Regions from separate parts of the Mus musculus genome. Here regions 2, 3, 4, 5, 6 and 7 are each linked to region 1. Evidence: chromatin contacts called from public HiCAR-type, HiChIP or PLAC-seq, capture Hi-C and promoter capture Hi-C data. All regions are on one chromosome and are shown on one strand. Each heading gives the region's core, a stretch centred on a gene start, on an enhancer-like site or on the middle of the called end of the contact. The rest is flanking DNA. Distances are from core to core; before and after follow the strand shown. Region 1 holds the start of Zkscan3 (zinc finger with KRAB and SCAN domains 3). Region 2 holds the start of H3c2 (H3 clustered histone 2). Region 3 holds the start of H4c3 (H4 clustered histone 3). Region 4 holds the start of H1f4 (H1.4 linker histone, cluster member). Region 5 holds the start of H1f3 (H1.3 linker histone, cluster member). Region 6 holds the start of H3c8 (H3 clustered histone 8). Region 7 holds the start of Btn2a2 (butyrophilin, subfamily 2, member A2).

Region 1 (3,016 bases), core at 220-2,719:
TTGTGTTTGTTATAAAAATGTAACTATCAATATCAATTTTGAAATTTTAGTAGCTTTGCTAAATTTGCTAATTATAAGTTGAAGATTAAATTATCTTGGCTTTTTCTATAAAGGGCATTCAGAATGGTCCTGAAAACTGTTATATGTTGCCGGGCGTGGTGGCGCATGACTTTAATCCCAGCACTCTGGAAGCAGAGGCAGGCAGATTTCTGAGTTTGAGGCCAGCCTGGTGTACAGAGTGAGTTCCAGGACATCCAGAGCTACACAGAGAAACCCTGTCTCGGAAAACAAAAACAAAAACAAAAACAAAAATACTGTTATATATTTATAATTAATAGTTTAATTTCCTCTCACTTTTATTTTCCCTTTTCATGCAGTTTCTAAACAAACATTTTCTTATGCATTTCCCTAGGGCTTCTTTATGACGATAGAGAACATATAATTTTCCTTTTTCTTGACATCACAGAGATTTCAGGAAGGCTATATAGGAGCTCATTCTTTTGCTATCTTCCCTTAGTTGTCCTTGGAAAAAACAAATTTTGAAAGTCTCTTGGTGCTAGAGTCATCTTTCCTGGATAATGTAGCTACCACCTGTGATCCAAGATGCTTTTCTTTATAAAGAATAGAGACCATCACTAAAAACCCAATTGGATACAGAACAAAGACTGACAGATCATGGTGGTCCCAACCCCAACAGATACATCCACATCATGTCTCCTGCATCTATGGCTCAGAGGACATGGAGGAAGAGGAGGCAAAAAAAAAATTGTAAGAAATCTAGGATGTCAGCTGTGAAACAGCCTCCAAGAAATGGCTGCATACACAAGACTGAAACAATTGCAGTATCAATAGACAATATCAATATCAATGGAAGGGGGTAAAATTTCACAGGGTGCCACCCCAAACCAAAGAACTACTGGCAACTATTGACTGCTGGGAAATGGAGAATTAGTCTCTCCCTAAGATGAGCCCTCTTATTAGCTGTCCAATGCAGTCTTGAAACCTTGAAATCATATGCACACAAATAACATATAAAAACAAAAACTTAGCCAGTGGAATATGTACATATATAGATACAGATATCTCTATATCTGTATAGATATAGATATATACTTGTTCATGCACATACATATATACAACATATATACATATACACAAACACACATGAATGTAGCAATAACAAAGAAAAGAGGCTATCAGCTTGAGAGTGAGAGGGTAGGAGAAAAGACTAGGGGGAGGAAGGAAAGTGATGTAATTCTACTTCAGTTAAAATTTTTTTCTTTTTAAAAGTCTTTTTACGAGGCAACCAAGAGGACGGAAAAAACTGGAGGAAGTAAAGGGAGGAGAGAAAATGTTGCATTGCTACTTCAGCTAAAAGAATTTCTTTTTAAAAGTCTTTTTACGAAGCAACCACTAAGAGGAGGGAGAAGGGGGGGATCATAGAGTGTCGCTGGTGCCTAGAGAAGCCGGAAGTGCTCTGTGCCCCGCCCCCCGGGGTCGGACTTTCGACACTTTTGTGACTGCGGGGTGCTACGAGGTGCTGCGTTCGCGGGTGGGTTTGGGTCCCGTCCTGTTACCGTCCTCCCGCAGGGGTCGGCTGCTTGTGGGGGTTGGGGGTGGGACAAAACATCTTCCTCCGCGGCCTAGTGGCGCCGAGAAGATAAACTCGGTGGCCACTTGGGCCGAGCGCCCGACAGGGCCTCGGGCGCCTCGCCTCAGGCCGGTTCCGGGTGTCTGGTCAGTCTCAGGGCGTTTGGCGATGGGATTCTCGGGTCTTGTACTTAAGCTTTGAAAATGGGAGACGTCACAGTTTTGCTTTTCCTGGAGACAAGGTCAGTTCCAAGGTCTTTATTCTGGGGTACTGGAAGAGAGCCAGAACTTTGGAATCGGGTTGCTTGGTCGAATCTGGCCTCAGCTCCTTTGTGACTTCTCCCCCCAGTCCCTTAACCTTTCTGTGTTTTGCTATTTTAGGGGATAATGATGTCGCCTAACTTACTGGATTGTTGTGAGGAATAAATGGCTTCATTTGTGCAAAGGTGCTTAAAATAGTACCAGGCACGGGGTAATCTGCACAGTGTAAAGATAGCTGTTATTATTCCTGTTGCTTTTCCTAACTAGGACAGCACTTTCTCTTCATCGATCAGCCTTGGTACTGGCTGTTGTCTTTTGAATGTTAGTACTATTTATCAGTTCTCTTTATAATGAATGATTTCTGTATTTTAGGAGGGAAAATAGAACATTCTGGAAAAGAGCCTATCCCACAGCAAAGAGTAAAAGTGGTTTGTGTAGTGTCTTGTAATGGTCAGGCTCACAGAGGTTTAAAATCCTGGGGATGCCTTTTTTTTTTTTTTTTTTTTTTTTTGGTGGGAGGAGGAGCTTGAGAAACAGGAGGAGCGTCTAACCGCGAAGGATTAGGACCCTGTTGTAAGCAGACATTGCTGCCGACCTGCCAGCTTTCTGACCCTCAGCGAGATTCCTCTCCAGTGTGAGAACCACACGGACGGCTGATAGTTAGAAGTGATGATAGGTAGATTGGCGATAGATTAGAGATAAGTCGATCTGATCCTGAGTTCCCACTAACACCCTTTGTTCTTTTTGCAGGTTTTTAAAGCTAATATTGACCATACACAGTTTGCCATGGTCATTGAGTTGATGCCTCTTGTGGTCTTTGAAAGTCCTTTCATCTTCCTTCTTTTTCTTAAGGAATTGGATCTTTAACCTCCTGAGGGTATACAGGGATCCCTGAAGCATTCTTTTCTCTATTTGTAACTTAACAAAAAACAAAAACAAAAACAAAACCCTTGTCTTTGGTTTACTTATTTGGCAAACGCCTGTGTTGGTAAACAGTCTTCTGATCCTGTACCTTTGTACTCTGCCCAGCTGGTGAGACTCCAGATAGGCAAGCTGACAAAACGTGAGTGTGTGAAGCCGTTATTAAGAATGTATCAGTGTTCATTTTTCTAGCCTCAGCTCTACTCTTCTTCCTTGATCCCAACAAAATGCTTTGGCCTGTACT
Region 2 (3,016 bases), core at 351-2,850, 2.3 Mb before region 1:
CATATCGTTGCCAGGCAGAGCTATCTACAGCAGCCTCTAGGAAATCAAATACCTAGACATATACCTTTTCTTCCTTTTTGTTTGGTTTGGTTTGTTTAATAGGTAAGCTAAGCAAGTGTGATACCTTTTGACCTGGACCCCAGTCTCTTCTAATATCAAGACAAGGTCTTACTAAACTACCAAGGCTGTCTTTGAACTCATTCTGTAACAAAGGGGACTTCAAACTTGTGATCCTGCTGCCCCACTTAATCTATGGAAGAGTATCAGGGAGTGCAGATGTGATTTAAAATAAATTATCATTTTGTAAGCCAGGTTTTAATGTCATTGTTGTATTTGCTATTATTATCCCTGGAAAATATATCCACACGAATCACCCACAAGTTAAATCTTGGTAGTTTGTTGTCTATTCACATTCCCGATATAGGCAGTGTTACATGTAAGAAAGTAGTGGGAAAGGGATGGGAGCCAATGTCTGGAGTGAGAGGTTGTGTAGAGAGGCCTCTGTAGTTTAAAGTTCAGAAATATAGTGAAAAAATTTACAAAAACTAAAAATTTCTGACGATTGCTTGAAATATCCCAGCATAATGTAAATTGTATTTAACTTGAAATACTACTTTTCAGCATCTATTAAAACATAGAAAACAAAATTTTTTAAGTTTTGTACTAGATTTCAATGAGTAACAGCAAAAACAGTAAACATTGCACAAGCTTCAGGACAGACAAGTGTTGGAACCAGAAATATGTGAACAAAAGACACCTGGATATGACCTGTAGTGGAAATTACACAAGAGAGCACAAATATATAGCACGAAAACAAAAACAAAAAAAGACAAAACCCAAGAACAGACCAAAAAGGAATCAAGACAGGCAATGCTTATGACATAAAGCCTGACAGTCCATTACTTTTGGCCACTTATTGTAATATGTAAATTACTGTTTAATTTAAAGGCAGTTTCCAGGACATGAGCTCAAATACCAGCAACAACTGAAGTGAGAACTGATGCCTACTGAAGAAAGCAACAGTATACTTTGTAACTAGATAAATCTTTGAAAAACAAAGTTTCCAAGACAGTAGAAAAGTAACAGCTGCTTTTACAGAAACTGTGGGTGGCTCTGAAAAGAGCCTTTGGGTTCCAGTTTGCACTTTGTTTCGTTTAAGCCCTCTCCCCACGAATGCGGCGGGCGAGCTGGATGTCCTTGGGCATGATGGTGACACGCTTGGCGTGGATGGCGCACAGGTTGGTGTCCTCAAACAGACCCACAAGGTAGGCCTCGCTCGCCTCCTGCAGAGCCATGACGGCCGAGCTCTGGAAGCGCAGGTCGGTCTTGAAGTCCTGCGCGATCTCGCGCACCAGGCGCTGGAACGGCAGCTTGCGGATCAGCAGCTCGGTCGACTTCTGGTAGCGCCGGATCTCGCGCAGCGCCACGGTGCCGGGACGGTAGCGGTGAGGCTTCTTCACGCCGCCGGTGGCCGGGGCGCTCTTGCGGGCGGCCTTGGTGGCCAGCTGCTTGCGCGGGGCCTTGCCGCCGGTGGACTTGCGAGCGGTCTGCTTAGTACGAGCCATGACTTTAACAAGGGAAAATAGACTGACACTATAGTGAGCTGCAAGGCGCTGTCCACCTTTTATACAATCAGACTATCCGCTATTGGACCGAAGAACATTCAAAGGGCCCGCGCTTTGTTGGGATTGGTCAGCCTCTGCTTCTAAATCCTGGTTAAAAAGCTTTCAGAACATGCACACTCTCCGCCTCTCTTCCCCTCCATCTTTGCTATCACTTTAATTTTACACTGTAGTGTATATAACTCCTGTGAACAGAAATTTTACATAAGAAAGTTTTACATAATTTTACTTACATACATACATCAAATTGTCTCAAGCTTTGAAAACTCAATTCAGGTAATCAAACAAGTGAACATAGAAATTTAAAGTAGGTTTTGTGAGCTTTGCAAGACCTAGTTTAAATAAATGTAGTTTATCAATTCTAAAATCAAATATTTGCAAACCGATACACACAGGCAGATCATGTTAGTTAAAATACTGCCGAAACTATGGAAGTGGGATTTAATGGCCCTTAGCCCTTACTACCATTATGCTCTAGACAATCGTGACGTGAATGACAAACCTGGGTGCCAAATTTCTACTAAAAATTTATATAGTATGTTCTAAAGGTTTCATCTCTTACACACTTTTGACTCAAACTAAGGAAGGTCGTAAGATTTATCGCAGGGACTAACAGTATTAAAATCAATTTACTAAGATTGAAAGCTACTTCGTAACTTTTTCATATGTAGTATAAAAACTGTAGTGGAAGAACGTTTCACGAGGTGGCAGCTCATTTTATGGAAAGATGTGGGTGGCTCTGAAAAGAGCCTTTGTTTTGGTTAACTTTCAACTGGGCAGTACAGACAATCGCCAGATTACTTCCCCTTGGCCTTGTGGTGGCTCTCGGTCTTCTTGGGCAGCAGCACGGCCTGGATGTTGGGCAGGACGCCGCCCTGCGCGATGGTCACGCGGCCCAGCAGCTTGTTGAGCTCCTCGTCGTTGCGGATGGCCAGCTGCAGGTGGCGCGGGATGATGCGCGTCTTCTTGTTGTCGCGGGCCGCGTTGCCCGCCAGCTCCAGGATCTCGGCCGTCAGGTACTCCAGCACGGCCGCCAGGTACACCGGGGCGCCGGCGCCCACGCGCTCCGAGTAGTTGCCCTTGCGGAGCAGCCGATGCACGCGGCCTACGGGGAACTGCAGGCCGGCCCGGGAGGAGCGGGTCTTGGCCTTAGCGCGGGCCTTGCCACCCTGCTTTCCGCGTCCAGACATGTATGCGTTTAAGTATCAGTAAAGGCAAAGCAGAGAAAGGAAAAGAATATATAGTAAATTCTGCAACTGAACAGCAAGCATTTATACTAACTGGAGGTATTCTGTTTGTGTTTCTCCCATTGGTTAATATATCGTACCCAATAGAAAGCCAGAATTTGAGCTCCTCATTTGCATAAAGGCCTGCATTTTATTTTTCGCATCCAG
Region 3 (3,016 bases), core at 277-2,776, 2.3 Mb before region 1:
CGGATGGCTGTGAGCCCCATATCACCAGCTCCTATGCTGGGATTTTAATTCAGCTGATGAACCCTAGAATACTTATCTCCACCCCAAGAAAGCCAATTTTAGAACACTTGCTATTTCTTGGCAAACCTCAAAAGGAATTACCACAGCTACCTGGTAGCAGACCTCTGTTGTCTTCTGCAGTAAGAAGTAAATATGGTTAATTTAATTAATTTAATTTTTTCAAAATTAACCATAGACTTAGAAGTTTATCAGGAATATTTTGAAACTATTTTTTTCTGGATGTGGTCTTTGTAATTCATAGTTTTCTGGGGCCCCTGGTATAAAGTTTTTGTGGTGAACATATGTAACAAAAGACAGGAATTAAAGGTCTTCATTTTGGTCAGCAGGCTTTATTTTAAAAATTGTTACTAGCCATAATATTAATTCTATATTTTACTTTGTCTGTGTGAGTAGTTTGCCTGCATTCATGGGTGCCATTGAGATCAGAAAAGAGCATCAGTCTCCTGAAACTAGAGTTATGCATGTTTGTGAGCTACCATTTAGGCTCTGGGAACCAAATCTTGCCTTCTGGGGGAGTATCAAATGCTCTTAACTTCTGAGCCATCTCCTCTACATCATTGTTAAATTAAAATTTGGAATGCCAAAATCAACATTAAACCCGCATCGAGACTTACTGCTACTTACTCTTCTGCCTTTTTTTAAAAAGGGGGGCGGGGGTCGGATTAGCCTTGTTTTGACATCACTAATCATATCACAAGCTTCACCAGGACCTTGTAGACTTTGTAATGACCTTAATCAAGTATTAGCCCTGTACTGTAATTACCAGCTCTACAAAACACTTCTTCTCTTAAGGTGAGCAAGCCATGCTGTGATTAATAAGGGCTGGAAGGGAAACAAACTTGGAATCACAGCAGGTAGAGGATAACCGATAACCTAACTATTCTTTTGTAGACTTTCTCAGTTTTTATTAAAAAAGAGGATAGACGGAATCATTAGGTCTCTGACTCGAGATAGGGAATATGAAGTTTGCAGTTAGGGTGCTCAATTTGAGATGCCTTTTCAATGTTTATGTCTACCCAAACAAAACTGCCGGGAATAGATTAAACTTTACTGACATGGGACAGTCTTGGCATATTTTACCTCTGTTTTGGACATCTAACCTGAGTCCTCACAAAGAAACCATCAACTAATTTAATACAAGACAGAAATAAAAGCAAACGAGAAATGGGGATGTCTGCTTTGTGGAATGGCCCCAATAAGCCTTTCTTTCATGAGAAAGAATGGGGTCGGGGTGGGGAGGAGGGAATGAAGTTTTTCTGCAGGATTTAAATGTGGTCTTTAAGAGACACCGCATGCAAAGAATAGCTGGGGCTTGCTAGCCAATGAAAACATTCAGATTCCAATGACGCATCCTTTTTTCTCCACCCCCTTCCAAGACCCGGATTCGGAAACCCCGCCTAACGCTCTAGTTTTCAACCAGGTCCGCAGAAGGCCTATTTAAAGGGACGATTGCTGTCTCCCTGCTGTCATAACCATGTCTGGACGTGGTAAGGGTGGTAAAGGCCTTGGGAAAGGCGGCGCTAAGCGCCACCGTAAGGTTCTCCGTGATAACATCCAGGGCATTACCAAGCCCGCCATCCGCCGCCTGGCCCGGCGCGGGGGAGTGAAGCGCATCTCCGGCCTCATCTACGAGGAGACCCGCGGTGTGCTGAAGGTGTTCCTGGAGAACGTGATCCGCGACGCCGTCACCTACACGGAGCACGCCAAGCGCAAGACCGTCACCGCCATGGACGTGGTCTACGCGCTCAAGCGCCAGGGCCGCACTCTCTACGGATTCGGCGGTTAATCGACTAACAAACGATTTCCACTGTCAACAAAAGGCCCTTTTCAGGGCCACCCACAAATTCCTAGGAGTTGTTCACTTACCGAAGCTTTAATCGAGCCTGCTAGGTAGTTTAAGTGTTATTCTGTCCTATACTTATGTGGTGGGTAGTAATTATGCCATGCAGCCGAATATACCCTGTAGGTTTAACTGGGTAATATAACAAGCCCATAATTTTGAACTGTCAGAAGTTAATACTGAACGAACTGTTTTAGAATTATTTGAAGGTTTTCCACTGATCGTGTCACTTCTCAATCCACTTTTGATACCGGTCATTTAAGAGCTTATTCCCTTCTGGAGCCATCTAGAAGCTCAGGAGAGAGCAGGAACCATTGTATCTAAGCAAGGCAAAGGCTGATTACTACAGAAACTGAAGACGCTTAGCTGTTATTAATTGTATACCATTAATAAGGCCTAAGTACACATAATCTATATTAGGGACCACCTAATGGTATGTTTATATACAGTTTAGTTGTGCAGTGGCTTGATAATTTAAATTCTTGTGGGTGTGCCATGTTTGCCATCTGCCACAAGAGGGCGGCGTTATTTCCAGGAAGTTGGAGTCAGAAGCTGTTGTGAGCCAGCTGTTGTGTATTCTGATATACAAACTTCTTTTAAAGCATTAAGTGTTCTTGACTGAACAATCTCTCAAGCCACCTTACTATGATCTTTTGTCATTCCTCATACCAATGCCTAAAATAGTTTAATGTGAATTTAATATTTGTGGCACTCCATAAAACTTGATCACTTTAAAAGATGAGTTATTTTTGTTTTTTGTTTGTTTTGTTTATGTTCTTCAGCCCAGACTTCCCCAGTGCTTTTTTTTGTTATGTTGGGGCATTGAACTCAAACCCTAACATTTTCATAAAGAAGTCCTTAATTTTTAATATGGTTTTTGTCATTCTCCTGAAGCCTACATGCTATTCTCATAAAATACATAAAACATTTCAAAAATAACTGTTAGATCAATAGTATTGAACTATTTTCTAAAAGTAGAACAAAATTAGATCTTTGTTGACACATCGCACAACTGCAAAAACTTTAGGGTTTTGTTGTTGTTGTTGTTGTTGTTGTTGTTCTGTTTTTTTGCTAACTGCTTGCTTTATTTTTTTATCCATCACTGAGGAAATCCTA
Region 4 (3,016 bases), core at 251-2,750, 2.2 Mb before region 1:
AGGATAGTAGAATTGATAATGTGATGTTAGAGACAATTGTATCACAAAACAAAAGCCATCACATTATACTATTGTATAACATAACATTGTATCTTACACTATTGTAAACATTGTATCTTATACTATTGTATAATATACTATTTTATAATATAACAATGTATCTTGTCTCTGTAGTGGGAGTCTTGTAATTTCTGAATATAATTCCAACCAAACATCCCAGAAATAATTACTGACACTGGATTATCATTGATCTCCTAGTCGTTACCTTGGTTGAACAGCTACATAAATAAAACAACCCATTTAACACCTTCAAGGCATGTCTTTGAATCTGTTTGAATGTCTTCTCAAATATGATTCTAAGATTAAATCTTAACCCCTCATTTACCCTGAGGAGATCCACGAAACATTATTCCCATGTTTCCATAAGGAGTAGCCATATATGGAGAACAGCTGTTCAGTAACGGGGCTAGGATTCTGTAACGAAGGCAGTAGAGATGTTCTGAGCTATATTTCTCATGTGTGTTTCTCTTGATCAATGGCTCAGTTATCTAGTTTTAATATACCACATTACAATTTAGTCCTAAAACATGTCAGAAGAACTATGCAAGACCCAAGAGAAATTCCTCAAAGTAAATCCCACCTTCATTTCCAAAGACGTTGAAAACAGCATTTATATGTTTCTTGGAAATTAGTCATTTTTATGTCTGCACCATAAGTATGTTTTGTACTCTCCCCCGACCCCAGTACTCTGAATTTGAGGTACCTCAACCCAAAGGAGTAGTTTGTCCAGAGAAATAGAAAAGCAACAGCCCCGCCCCCAACCCATGGGAACAGAAAGAAAAGAATTATACTAAGAAATTATTTTAAAACTTAGGAGAAGCGGCAGAAATAAAACCATAGATATATAGACTCATGGCCTATGAGAGAAGAATTTAACTCAAAATGGTAAATAATCTGTTAAGCATTGAACTAAACCAGTTTGATGAACTCAAATGCCCTCTGCTCAATAGGCAGGACTCTCGGAGGAGCCTGTGTTACTTCCTTCACTTAAGTGCAGATTTGTAATAAAAATCATAATGCCAAAGGCAAGGTTTTGGGCTACACAAGAAGCTAACCACTTGGAGAATCGTCTTTGATGGGTCAGAAAACTGTACAGTCCAAGATCAGTTTATAATTTACGAAGAAAATAGAAAGTTTTGTTTCTCTGAGTTGAAATTTGCTGAACACCGCAGGAAATATTGCAAGTTTTTGGCAGAAGGCTTAATGCTTTGCTCACTTTTTGAGATGTGCATGAAGCCCGAGACTTCGGGGAACATTATTTTTTAAAAATCGGGCAATTCGATGTAGGGAATTTTGACATTTTTGGCTTTTTTTGAGGTGTAACAAACACAACTCCGCATCTGAGAGGACACTCCGCGGCTGCCAGCGAGGCGGGCTGGACAGCGCACCAATCACGGCGCAGCTCCGCCCTATATAAACGGGCGGGCGCAGCGCCGCGGCCCGAGTCCTGGCCAGTCCCTCTGCTTCCGGCTCGAGTTCTCTCTCCTCACACGCTTCGCCATGTCCGAGACCGCGCCTGCTGCGCCCGCCGCACCGGCCCCCGCCGAGAAGACACCCGTCAAGAAGAAGGCCCGCAAGGCCGCAGGTGGCGCGAAGCGCAAAACCTCCGGACCCCCGGTGTCCGAACTCATCACCAAGGCTGTGGCCGCCTCCAAGGAGCGCAGCGGCGTGTCCCTGGCTGCGCTCAAGAAGGCGCTGGCGGCCGCGGGGTACGATGTGGAGAAGAACAACAGCCGCATCAAGCTCGGCCTGAAGAGCCTGGTGAGCAAGGGTACCCTGGTGCAGACCAAGGGCACCGGCGCCTCCGGCTCCTTCAAACTCAACAAGAAGGCGGCTTCCGGTGAGGCTAAGCCCAAAGCAAAAAGGGCAGGCGCGGCCAAGGCGAAGAAGCCTGCGGGCGCAGCCAAGAAGCCCAAGAAGGCTGCGGGGACAGCCACCGCCAAGAAGAGCACCAAGAAGACTCCAAAGAAAGCGAAGAAGCCAGCTGCAGCTGCAGGAGCCAAAAAAGCTAAGAGCCCGAAGAAGGCAAAGGCAACTAAGGCTAAGAAGGCGCCCAAGAGCCCTGCCAAGGCGAAAACGGTAAAGCCTAAAGCGGCCAAACCAAAAACCTCCAAGCCTAAGGCAGCTAAGCCAAAGAAAACCGCAGCCAAGAAAAAGTAAATTTTCTTTGGCCAACTGCTTAGAAGCCCAACAACCCAAAGGCTCTTTTCAGAGCCACCCACAACTCTCAGTAAAAGAGCTGTTGCACATTCACAGGGGGTGTGGTTAGGGTGGGAACAAACCTTAGTGGGCTGAGCTTAGCAGAGGAGGCTGGGGATATGTGGGTGTGCGCAATGGTGTTAACTCTAGCTTAGCTATCTGAAGGTCTGTACATAATCTCCTGTATGTGTGGTGGTGGTGGGTAAGTTCATATCCCACAAGTGACCCTTAGAGACCATGGGAATGAAGTAGTTTACTCCCGGCTGCCACGTCGATAACTTTTAAGGGAGATAGCAGAATGATTTAGAGATAGAATCTTAAGCATTGAGCGATTCAGTGCGTAAAGAGCAGGATCGATGTCCTGACAACCCCACCCGCATCTCATCTCAGTTCTGACTGCTGAAATCAAGCATACAAACCCAACTAGAGTACTTTTTTTTCTGTGTTCCCCCATGTTTGATAGCGATCGTGCTTAAATAGGTTAGCTATAGCAGATTTGTGCAGTTTAATTCGTACGTCCCGATTGGTGAAAGCGAAGTGACAAGACAGCCAATGAGACAGTAGACCTTCAAGTGTCGTTTACGTTCCTGTTCGTGACGAAACACTAAAACTAACCCAATCCTGAAAGAAATCTTATTAACCTCATTTGAATACTGCGTAATGTAAATGAATGTGGTGTTAACTGGTGACGGAGTAGGTATTTTACCAAATGTTTAGTGTGCCCAAGGGAGGGAGTTAAATTTTACACAATCCCTGA
Region 5 (3,016 bases), core at 325-2,824, 2.2 Mb before region 1:
CCAAAATGGTTTTTCTTTCACGTCCTCAGCCTACTATTGGTCTACTGACCAAATAAGGGAGAACAGATAACCTCAAAACAATGTATGAGGAAGGAATGTGCAGAACTGTCAGTGGTGTTCAATTTCCTTACTAAAACCTAACCACCAGGGTATTAAAAAAGCTTCCACACTTATAGTGGCAATGTGATCAGTGCCTAAAAACTGCGAAGGTGGCTAAGTTTGGAGGAAATAGGAGCGCTTTCAATTTCTCGGAAAACACAATTAAAAATTCTTAGGACGGAATTCCAGAGCTCTGAAGTGAACAAAGGGGCGGGGACAGAGAAAAAACGCCAGCGTCCCAGTACGTAAATGTAAATCTTAATATCACAATCTCTGATTGGTGCAACACCCATGACTGAAAGTACGGCTTGATTGGTTAATTCTCAAAACCACCTTGTGTAGCCGGATTGGAAAACTTAAAACAGAGGCTCCAGCCTGTAGCCACTATTGTGAGAGTAGCTTCCTAGAGAACCCCCCTAATGCCTTATCACGCCTAGGCGACATTAGAAAGGACTTCCCGCCAAACTCTTGGAATATGAACACGTGTGTGGAGCACACACAGAAGCAAAAAACTGCCGGCCAGAAGTCCAGCTAGAGCTGAAAATGATACAATCTATCGCTCAACTAGAGTTTATAGATGCTCCTAAATGTACCCATAACAAAGTGCACAGAATTGATCTGCTTCGGAACACATAGCCAGAGTCAGCGGACATACCATGAGAAAACCAGAAAAAGGCTCAGCTCTTTTGAATGAGGTTGTGGGTGGCTCTGAAAAGAGCCGTTTGAGATTTTCAAAGCAGGACGCACCACTCTACTTCTTGCGAGGGGCAGCCTTCTTTGCCTTGGTGGCCTTCGGCTTAGAAGCTTTAGGCTTGGAAGCCTTAGCCTTGGGAGCCTTGGCCTTGGCTGGACTCTTTGCTGCCTTCTTGGGCTTAGCAGCCTTCACCTTCTTGGGACTCTTGGAAACTTTCTTGGCGCCGGCAGCCGCCGCAGGCTTCTTCGCCTTCTTCGGAGTCTTCTTGGCCGTCTTTTTGGGTGTGGCAGCACCAGTCGCCTTCTTAGGCTTCTTGGCTGCTCCCGCAGGCTTCTTGGCCTTGGCCGCGCCTGCCTTCTTAGCCTTGGGCTTAGCCTCACCGGAAGCCGCCTTCTTGTTGAGTTTGAAGGAGCCGGAGGCGCCGGTGCCCTTGGTCTGCACCAGGGTACCCTTGCTCACCAGGCTCTTCAGCCCGAGCTTGATGCGGCTGTTGTTCTTCTCCACATCGTACCCCGCGGCCGCCAGCGCCTTCTTGAGCGCAGCCAGGGACACGCCGCTGCGCTCCTTGGAGGCGGCCACAGCCTTGGTGATGAGCTCGGACACCGGGGGTCCGGACGCCTTGCGCTTCCCAGCAGCGGCGCCGGTCTTCTTCGCCTTCTTCTTCACAGGTGTCTTCTCCACAGGTGCAGGGGCAGCAGGCGCCGCGGGAGCGGTCTCGGACATGTTCTAAGCTTTACTAGTAAAGCAAAAAGTAAGCACAAACAGTCAGAGAAGGTTGTTCCCAGTGCTGCAGGCTCTGGGTTTATATAGAGAGAAGCTGCGTGGTGATTGGTTCCCTGCGCCGTGCGCCGTGCGCCGCGTTGCCAGAGAAAGGATCTTCAGCTTTGCCTTGTGGCTGTGTTTGTTGCCCCTCAAAAAAGTATAAAAATATAAAAAATATGGGCACGAAATAATTAGGGACTTGGGGGAAACTGATCCGAGAGCCTGTAGGCTACATTCTTGCCTTAATTTGTGCACCTATGTTCAAAATCGGCACCCTGAAACTTCTCTGATTGCCCCAACTCTCTTTCAAACTTGACGAAAATTGGGACAACTTTAAGGTTTTCCTTAAAAATACTACTTCTCTCGCGGTCATTAGCAAACTTTTGTTTCAGGACATGGTTCCTCACATTCTTATCATTTCAGGACTCTATGAAATAACTTGTTTTCACGGAAATACATAGGGAAATTTGAGTTTTTCGAGAAAGCAACAACACAAGCTTCCAGGGCTATCTGCACCAAGCTGTAGGAATTGGCACTAGATGGGAAAGCAGTGCATACCGGGGGAATGATTATTGTAGAAAATATCGATTGGATTTTTTAATGATATTTGAGATACCAGTGTGTAATTCCCCTTCGGTTTTCCTGTTTTAGTGATTTAGCCATTTTCTGGAGACGTGATGAGTCTGTGCCATCCCTATTGTAGATCAAAAGCTGAAAGCACATATTTTTCAGATTTGATAGAGAAATGTACACCAACTATCACATGTACAGAAAAAAGATACCTAGGTCAAGAAGGAACAGAAGTTTAGCAACTGGGAGCTGAAGAACAGTGAGATATAACCTGACTTAGCAACTCACTCCGTGTTTAGAGTACAAAGTTTACAGCTGTGTTATATGCCGTGTTTCAGGACCTGTGTTATGCAGCTGTTTCCCCTTGCCAACACTTATCACAACAGTTTTCTGCATATTTCCAGTTTTAAAATGATTTGAATTTCATTATTAAAAACAAGCAGAATGTGAAAGAAAATCTGTTTTTTAATTTCCATGATAGCTGCTGACCTCATTACATATATTACATATATAATATAGTCTGTCACAAACAAAAGAATTAGCAGGTGGTATCCACCAAAGGACTTAAACATTTCATAGTCAGTTATCATTATGATAACTGCAGCAAGAATAAAGTTTCTGGAAAAGGGATCAACCATGGGACTACAAACTTGAAACCATAAGAAGCTTCACTCATTCCCACTCATGACTGTGGAGGCTAATATCACAAATGTGGTTTTGGTCTTAACTCCAAAATATAATTACATCCTGAAAAACAGCAGATTATTCTCTGTAGTAAGGCTTGTACTATTTTGTAGAGATTAAAAACAGGCGATAAAAATCCCTAAGAGGTGTGAGAACAGTGAAACTTATGGCTTCGTCCTCTTCTCTCAATTTTGTGTTAGATAAGCA
Region 6 (3,016 bases), core at 260-2,759, 2.1 Mb before region 1:
ATCAAGACTCACTTGTTCATTTGTTTAAAAAGTCTATTAAATATTTAAAAACAAAACCAAAAAAAAAAATGCTTTGTGGGAAAGCAGATCTTTGGCTCTTTACCGAGAAAGAGTGTATTCTGAAGGGTACTGGATACTTGTGGAATAAATTCAGAAGGCTCTGTCGAGTGGAGAAAGGTAAAAATGTAGAAAGGAGACAAGTGAAAGCTACCAGCTTTATCTTCGAGGCTCTCCATGGAATACTGTTCAGAAAACAGGAGTTTTCAGCATCCAGAGTTCGAACTGTCTTCCATTATAGTCACTAGCACATCTCCTAAAGACCAGCCTTCATATTTCCACACCATACACCACTGTGATAATGACCTAGGACAAATCCAGTGCCCAAATGGCTGTAATTTTCGAGGTGATGATTATTAAGCCAAGTGAAACAAGTGACGAAAGAGCCATAAAGATTCAGGATCTCAAAAAGCCCAAAGGAGGGCAAGACATATACACCTTAATCCCAGCATACAGTAGGAAGGAGAAACAGATCTCCCAAATACAGATCATCCTGATCTACAAAGAAAGTTGCAGACCAGCCTAAGCTATGAGTCCACTTAAAAAGAGGGTGGGGGAGGTCTATTAGTGGGTAGGGAGGAGACTAAGCACGCTATAAAGTGAATGGTAAATCCCTGTAACCCTTTCAAGACTGGAAGATCAGTTAATTTTTCTGAGTTACAATATTAGTGGTTCTGTCCTTCAGAAAGTTCACAATTCCAAAGTAAACATCTGCAACTAATAATTTTATTTTTAAATTCGGTAAATGCCCAAATTACTGTAACCATGCAAAGTTTTCCAATCTTTATGCTTTGCTAACTAAGAGTACAATTTCCATGAAAAAGGGTAAAGATATCACTTACCAAAATATTGCTTGCTTATAATAGATCGGTGTGATGAAAGGAGACCTAGCACTTTCACAAATGAAACTGATTAATACCCACAAGTTGGAAAAAGCGCTACAGTTCTTTTTTTGGAAGATGGGTGGCTCTAAGAAGAGCCTTTAAAGTGGTTGTGTGGATTAACAGAAACCCTTAAGCCCTCTCCCCGCGGATGCGACGGGCCAGCTGGATGTCCTTGGGCATGATGGTGACACGCTTGGCGTGGATGGCGCACAGGTTGGTGTCCTCAAACAGACCCACGAGGTAGGCCTCACAGGCCTCCTGCAGAGCCATGACGGCCGAGCTCTGGAAGCGCAGGTCGGTCTTGAAGTCCTGCGCGATCTCGCGCACCAGGCGCTGGAACGGCAGCTTGCGGATCAGCAGCTCGGTCGACTTCTGGTAGCGCCGGATCTCGCGCAGCGCCACAGTGCCGGGACGGTAGCGGTGAGGCTTCTTCACGCCGCCGGTGGCCGGGGCGCTCTTGCGGGCGGCCTTGGTGGCCAGCTGCTTGCGCGGGGCCTTGCCGCCGGTAGACTTGCGAGCGGTCTGCTTAGTACGAGCCATGGCAAGTAACCGTAGGGAAAAGTGAGATACCTAAGTAGCGCACTTTGGCCTTTAAGTACGCTTGCGTTCGCACACGCGCAACACACGTACCCGCGCTCGTACCCCTCCTTCCCACCGAGAAGCATCCTGATAGGCGTGTCTGCTTTTCAAGTGTCCCGCGCAGTAGTACTATTGGCTGAGGAATTCAAGTGGTGATTGGTTAACTCCTGCACACCCGATTGGTTAACTCCTGCACACAGTCTCCTGCTAGTACAGACTGCTACACTCATGTTTTAGTCTGGCACACCCGAGCTTTCTTAAATTTATGTTTCCATCCTTGTATCGAGTCGCTTAAAGAATTTGAGGCAAAGAAATCTTGAATTTGAAATCTCATGACCCTAGATATCCACAAACCACTCTGGAAAATATGTTCTCTACCCGCCTTTGGTTTTATTTTCCCGCTTCTTGTGCCTAGACTGCACATGATACGTTATTTCTCAGCCGGTGAAATGAGCCAATCCAAACCAGATTTGAATATATCAAAGGGAGGTTTATTGGGAAACTGCTCTTGGGTGAGTTCCCTGGCCCCAAGGTCTGAGACAGGTCAAATCAAGAGGTGGCAACCAAGGAGGAAGAAAAAGAGACCAGGTTTGCTATATGTAAAATATGCACCTAGGTCCTTTTTCCTTGACTCAAGCCGAACTACGTCTTTGCTCCAGGAGTGTTTAAAGTGACACAAAGCAAGCAGTAATGTAACAGGAACCACAGGTCAAGTATCCTGAATCTTGCGACTTTGTAAAGACTTGCCTAACAATTTCCGTAAGACCCTTTGTATTTTCTCCCAACCCCGAATGTCTGCTGCCTCTCCGGAGCAATACGAAGATGTAGAGGACTGCAAGACCAAAAGTTTTGTGCAACGTGTAAATCTATGTTTATGCTACATCCAATATTTCTCTGCGTGAGGAAGACAAAGCAGTTGCCTAAGAATTACCTCAGCCTACCAGAATTATGGTTTTGTGCTTGAAACATTAATATAGGTTTTTCCACAAGCTAAATTAACCATGTTACTAGACTCTTATATGAAGAAGTGGTGGCTCTGAAAAGAGCCTTTGGGTTTTGTTTAAAAAAAAAAAAAAAAAAAAAAAAAAACTTAGCTCACTGGCTTACTTTCCCTTGGGCTTATGGTGGCTCTCGGTCTTCTTGGGCAGCAGCACGGCCTGGATGTTGGGCAGGACGCCGCCCTGCGCGATGGTCACGCGGCCCAACAGCTTGTTGAGCTCCTCGTCGTTGCGGATGGCCAGCTGCAGGTGGCGCGGGATGATGCGCGTCTTCTTGTTGTCGCGGGCCGCGTTGCCCGCCAGCTCCAGGATCTCGGCCGTCAGGTACTCCAGCACGGCCGCCAGGTACACCGGGGCGCCGGCGCCCACGCGCTCCGAGTAGTTGCCCTTGCGGAGCAGCCGGTGCACGCGGCCCACGGGGAACTGCAGGCCGGCCCGGGAGGAGCGGGTCTTGGCCTTGGCGCGAGCCTTGCCACCCTGTTTGCCGCGTCCAGACAT
Region 7 (3,016 bases), core at 231-2,730, 2.1 Mb before region 1:
TGTCTCTACCTCTGCATGCTGGAATTAAAGGCATGGAATTAAAGTCACGCCTAGCTTGATTAACTCTTAAGGGAGTAGACAGTGCTAAGACTTTGTTCTTTAGTTTTAAAAAGTCTCCCATGGGCTGGAGCTATACTCAGTGGTTAAAACTACTTAGTGCTTTTCCAGAGGCCCGGGGGTTTTACTCCCAGCACCCACAGCATTGAGTGCAACTGAGTTGCAGGGGATTTCATGTCCTTTTCTGCCCCCCCCCCCCCCCCGCCAAGACAACCTCACACATGTGGCACATACTCACACATATAAAATACATAAAATAAGATCATTTAAAAAGAAAGCCTCTGCTCAAACATACATGATCCTTCTAGAAGTTCAAAATGTCAGGTTCAACAAGGGCCAGAGACACCATTCAAATGCCCTTTTTAAAAAACAGTCATCAAAGTCCTGTTTTAATTCCTGTTTTTAAGAGCTGTTGTTTATGAGACAGGGAGATTCAGTGACCTCTAAGCTTGCTGTGACCACACTAGATACCTTACAACCATTTAGGAAATAGGCATCAACTTGATCTGGCTGCTTCTAACTGAAAAGAGTTTTGCCTCTTGATGACTCTTAGGTCTCTGAAGACAATCAAAAGAATCCTCATAGATCGTGACAGACTGCTGAAAAACCAGCCAAGGGTAGTCTACTCCAAGGGAGAAGAAACAGAATTGAGACAGCAGACCAATACATGGTCTGAAGGGAGTGAGGTCGTTACTGAGATCATAGCAAGTGTAACCCATTTCTACTGCTCAGTCTGAGTCTTGCTCTCCACCAACACCTTTTCCTTTTTCGGATTTTGAGATAGAGTTTCTCTGTGTAGCCCTGGCAGTCCTGGAACTCACTCTGTAGACCAGGCTGGCCTTGAACTGGCCTCTGGAAAAGCACTAAGTAGTTTTAACCACTGAGTATAGCTCCAGCCCATGGGAGACTTTTTAAAACTAAAGAACAAAGTCTTAGCACTGTCTACTCCCTTAAGAGTTAATCAAGCTAGGCGTGACTTTAATTCCATGCCTTTAATTCCAGCATGCAGAGGTAGAGACAGGCCTGTGAGTTTGACATCAGCCATGGCTAGTAAGACCCTGTCCCAAAAGAGTTAATCCAAGAGTTTGAGTGCTGGGATTAAAGGTGTGAGTCAGCACACCCGGATTGCATCTGGCTCCCTTACTCCCTTCTTCACACACACTTCAACACACAGGGATGAGGCCTCTGGACACCAAGCCCAACTCTAGGACCTCTCAAGTGGGAAGAAGAAGGGAAGAAAGGAGCGCATGAAAGGGAAGCAATAAGAGGGAAGGGAAGAAAGGGGCACAAGGGAAAGGAAGACAGGAGGGAGAAAGGATTGTTTCTGTGTATGCTACCTAGTAACAAGTGACTGCTAGACATAGGAATACTATTGGCTGATGACTTAAGGCAGGCCAATCCCGGGCTCTGAACTGCTTAGTGGAAATTGTGAGACTTGCACGCGGAATGGGTCCTCCGAGGTCTGCTGTCGCGAGTCCCAGCACTTTGCAAGTAATGGAGAACAGAAAATTCTTTCCTCTCTACTGTAGCAGTTTGTTCTCTGGTGGCGACTGTGCTCAGCGACAAGTTGGAGAGTAGAGAAAAGGCAAGATAATCAGCATTTGAGGGTCAGAGAAGAAAAGAAAACGCAGTTAATTCTAGAAGGTAGGGGAGGGGATGGGGAGCGCTCTGAGTCCTAGCAGGGGCTGTAGGAATAGGGGGTGGGGGTAGGGTGTCACAACACAGGCTGCTGGGAGGGAAAAGCCAGATCTTTGACTCTGGAAAGAATACCTGGGGGGGGGGGGGTAGTCTCACCTACCTAGTTTTACCTGAGGTTCACCAGGAGGAGGGAGTACAGGGAAGGCGAGGGGGGAGGGGAGGAGGAAGGAAAGAAGGCTTGGGACGAGGGAAGGAGGAAAGAGGAGGAAGAACTGGGTAGAGAAGTAGGAGAAAGACCCGGAGGTTGAGGAAGAGGGAAGGGGCTGGAGAGAGAGAACAAGGGAAGGAGGAGGAAGAGGAGGGAGTGGGGGAGGAGGAGGAGGAGGAAAGCCCAAGAAGAAAGAAAGAGGAGGAGGGAGGGGGAGGAATATCAAATGACAGCTGAAGAAACTGGACTCTGGAAAGACAACTGAGCCTAAGACAACAGAAAACTGCCTGCCTGGTGCTTATGTTGTTTGTTTAATAGAATGTTTGGTGAATCCAACTATTAAGGTATAACCAGTTCCATAGGGCAAGAGTCCATCTAAGGCAGAAGTCTGAGTGCTCATGAGACCAGCATAGGGACAAAAAGGTGTCATGTACATGAGAACCGTGGGTGATTTATCCTCTGTACTTCTAGGTTTTCTGTCCACACGTGACCTAGGTGACTCTGTCCTGAAGACCTATGGAGCCTACAACTTCCCTGCGTTCTTGCCCGATAGCCTCCCTTCTCTTCTTCTTGGTCCTCAGCCTGTTTGTGCTGGTCTCAGGTACAGTTGTAGGCTTCTTGCTCCTCTCAGTTTTTCAGAAAGCAATGGCCACAGTTCTCCTGATAGACAGAGACAGGAATAGGGACTGCAGCTGTGTTGGCTCATCTTTCTGAATGAGGACACTGGATTTATCCCAATTTTGTCCTACAGAAATATAGCTAGAGCATCAAAGGAGATCTGTAAATGTCCAAGTGGCAACATTCAAAGGAGTTAAAAATAGATGACGTAGATTTGAATGATATATTTTGTTTAACACCACATAATCAAATATTAATATAAATGCCTTGCCAGGTGTGGAGGTACACACCTATAAACTTAAGAGGCTGAGACAAGACTGCCAGGAATTCAAGGTCTGCCAGGGGTACATAATAAGATGCTATCTCAGGAAACAAAACAAGGGGGCTAGGAATGTGGCTCACTCGGTAGAGTGCTTGCCTAGCATGCACAGGCTGTGGTTGGAATCCTGGGTCTGTGCCACACTCAGGCATTGTACTGAAGAACAAGTCTCTCTG

Evidence for each region. Promoter capture Hi-C pulls out the DNA fragments that hold promoters and counts their contacts. HiCAR-type assays count read pairs that join an accessible place to other places. HiChIP or PLAC-seq counts read pairs in DNA pulled down with a chosen protein or histone mark. Capture Hi-C pulls out chosen DNA fragments and counts their contacts.
Region 2: a promoter capture Hi-C map of liver shows a contact between it and region 1, with 8 times the contacts expected there. The contact joins the promoter of H3c2 here to the promoter of Zkscan3 in region 1. A contact is called at or near these places in 10 of 39 promoter capture datasets (the 3T3-L1 cell line, 3T3-L1-derived adipocytes, the SN4741 cell line and 5 more), 2 of 484 Hi-C or Micro-C datasets (liver and uterus), 3 of 115 datasets of contacts at active chromatin or transcription factors (astrocytes, cardiomyocytes and fetal liver) and 4 of 9 other capture datasets (adipose tissue, liver, macrophages and 1 more).
Region 3: a contact with region 1 is called in a promoter capture Hi-C map of pre-B cells. The contact joins the promoter of H4c3 here to the promoter of Zkscan3 in region 1. A contact is called at or near these places in 7 of 39 promoter capture datasets (the 3T3-L1 cell line, cranial neural crest, hippocampal neurons and 3 more), 1 of 484 Hi-C or Micro-C datasets (CD4 T cells) and 3 of 9 other capture datasets (adipose tissue, liver and pancreatic islet).
Region 4: a contact with region 1 is called in a promoter capture Hi-C map of liver, with 10 times the contacts expected there. The contact joins the promoter of H1f4 here to the promoter of Zkscan3 in region 1. A contact is called at or near these places in 2 of 39 promoter capture datasets (hippocampal neurons and pre-B cells), 1 of 115 datasets of contacts at active chromatin or transcription factors (astrocytes) and 3 of 9 other capture datasets (adipose tissue, liver and macrophages).
Region 5: a contact with region 1 is called in a HiCAR-type map of astrocytes, with 6 times the contacts expected there. The contact joins the promoter of H1f3 here to the promoter of Zkscan3 in region 1. A contact is called at or near these places in 11 of 39 promoter capture datasets (the 3T3-L1 cell line, 3T3-L1-derived adipocytes, cranial neural crest and 6 more), 1 of 484 Hi-C or Micro-C datasets (B cells), 3 of 115 datasets of contacts at active chromatin or transcription factors (astrocytes, embryonic forebrain and embryonic midbrain) and 4 of 9 other capture datasets (adipose tissue, liver, macrophages and 1 more).
Region 6: a capture Hi-C map of macrophages shows a contact between it and region 1, with 4 times the contacts expected there. The contact joins the promoter of H3c8 here to the promoter of Zkscan3 in region 1. A contact is called at or near these places in 2 of 39 promoter capture datasets (erythroid cells and pre-B cells), 1 of 484 Hi-C or Micro-C datasets (B cells), 3 of 115 datasets of contacts at active chromatin or transcription factors (differentiating embryonic stem cells, embryonic midbrain and embryonic stem cells) and 4 of 9 other capture datasets (adipose tissue, liver, macrophages and 1 more).
Region 7: a contact with region 1 is called in an H3K27ac HiChIP or PLAC-seq map of embryonic stem cells, with 3 times the contacts expected there. The contact joins the promoter of Btn2a2 here to the promoter of Zkscan3 in region 1. A contact is called at or near these places in 10 of 39 promoter capture datasets (the 3T3-L1 cell line, the C10 cell line, cranial neural crest and 6 more), 1 of 115 datasets of contacts at active chromatin or transcription factors (embryonic stem cells) and 1 of 9 other capture datasets (liver).

Annotation. Positions count from the first base shown.
Region 1 is chr13:21,401,208-21,404,223 of GRCm38.p6, reverse strand. It overlaps Zkscan3 (zinc finger with KRAB and SCAN domains 3), which reads left to right and starts at 1,469. Exons shown (of 6, transcript NM_001145778.2): 1 at 1,469-1,552.
Region 2 is chr13:23,750,929-23,753,944 of GRCm38.p6, reverse strand. It overlaps H3c2 (H3 clustered histone 2), which reads right to left and starts at 1,600. Exons shown (of 1, transcript NM_178203.3): 1 at 1,105-1,600. The coding sequence starts at 1,565. The coding sequence ends at 1,155. It overlaps H2ac4 (H2A clustered histone 4), which reads right to left and starts at 2,857. Exons shown (of 1, transcript NM_175660.3): 1 at 2,353-2,857. The coding sequence starts at 2,812. The coding sequence ends at 2,420.
Region 3 is chr13:23,696,968-23,699,983 of GRCm38.p6, reverse strand. It overlaps H4c3 (H4 clustered histone 3), which reads left to right and starts at 1,526. Exons shown (of 1, transcript NM_178208.2): 1 at 1,526-1,900. The coding sequence starts at 1,535. The coding sequence ends at 1,846.
Region 4 is chr13:23,621,042-23,624,057 of GRCm38.p6, reverse strand. H1f4 (H1.4 linker histone, cluster member) reads left to right here and starts at 1,500. Exons shown (of 1, transcript NM_015787.4): 1 at 1,500-2,281. The coding sequence starts at 1,561. The coding sequence ends at 2,220. H2bc6 (H2B clustered histone 6) reads left to right here and starts at 2,964. Exons shown (of 2, transcript NM_001177653.1): 1 at 2,964-3,016.
Region 5 is chr13:23,553,590-23,556,605 of GRCm38.p6, reverse strand. H1f3 (H1.3 linker histone, cluster member) reads right to left here and starts at 1,574. Exons shown (of 1, transcript NM_145713.4): 1 at 799-1,574. The coding sequence starts at 1,516. The coding sequence ends at 851.
Region 6 is chr13:23,533,911-23,536,926 of GRCm38.p6, reverse strand. It overlaps H3c8 (H3 clustered histone 8), which reads right to left and starts at 1,509. Exons shown (of 1, transcript NM_145073.2): 1 at 1,018-1,509. The coding sequence starts at 1,481. The coding sequence ends at 1,071. H2ac10 (H2A clustered histone 10) reads right to left here. Exons shown (of 1, transcript NM_175661.3): 1 at 2,549-3,016. The coding sequence starts at 3,016. The coding sequence ends at 2,624.
Region 7 is chr13:23,487,321-23,490,336 of GRCm38.p6, reverse strand. It overlaps Btn2a2 (butyrophilin, subfamily 2, member A2), which reads left to right and starts at 1,480. Exons shown (of 8, transcript NM_175938.3): 1 at 1,480-1,701; 2 at 2,375-2,504. The coding sequence starts at 2,420.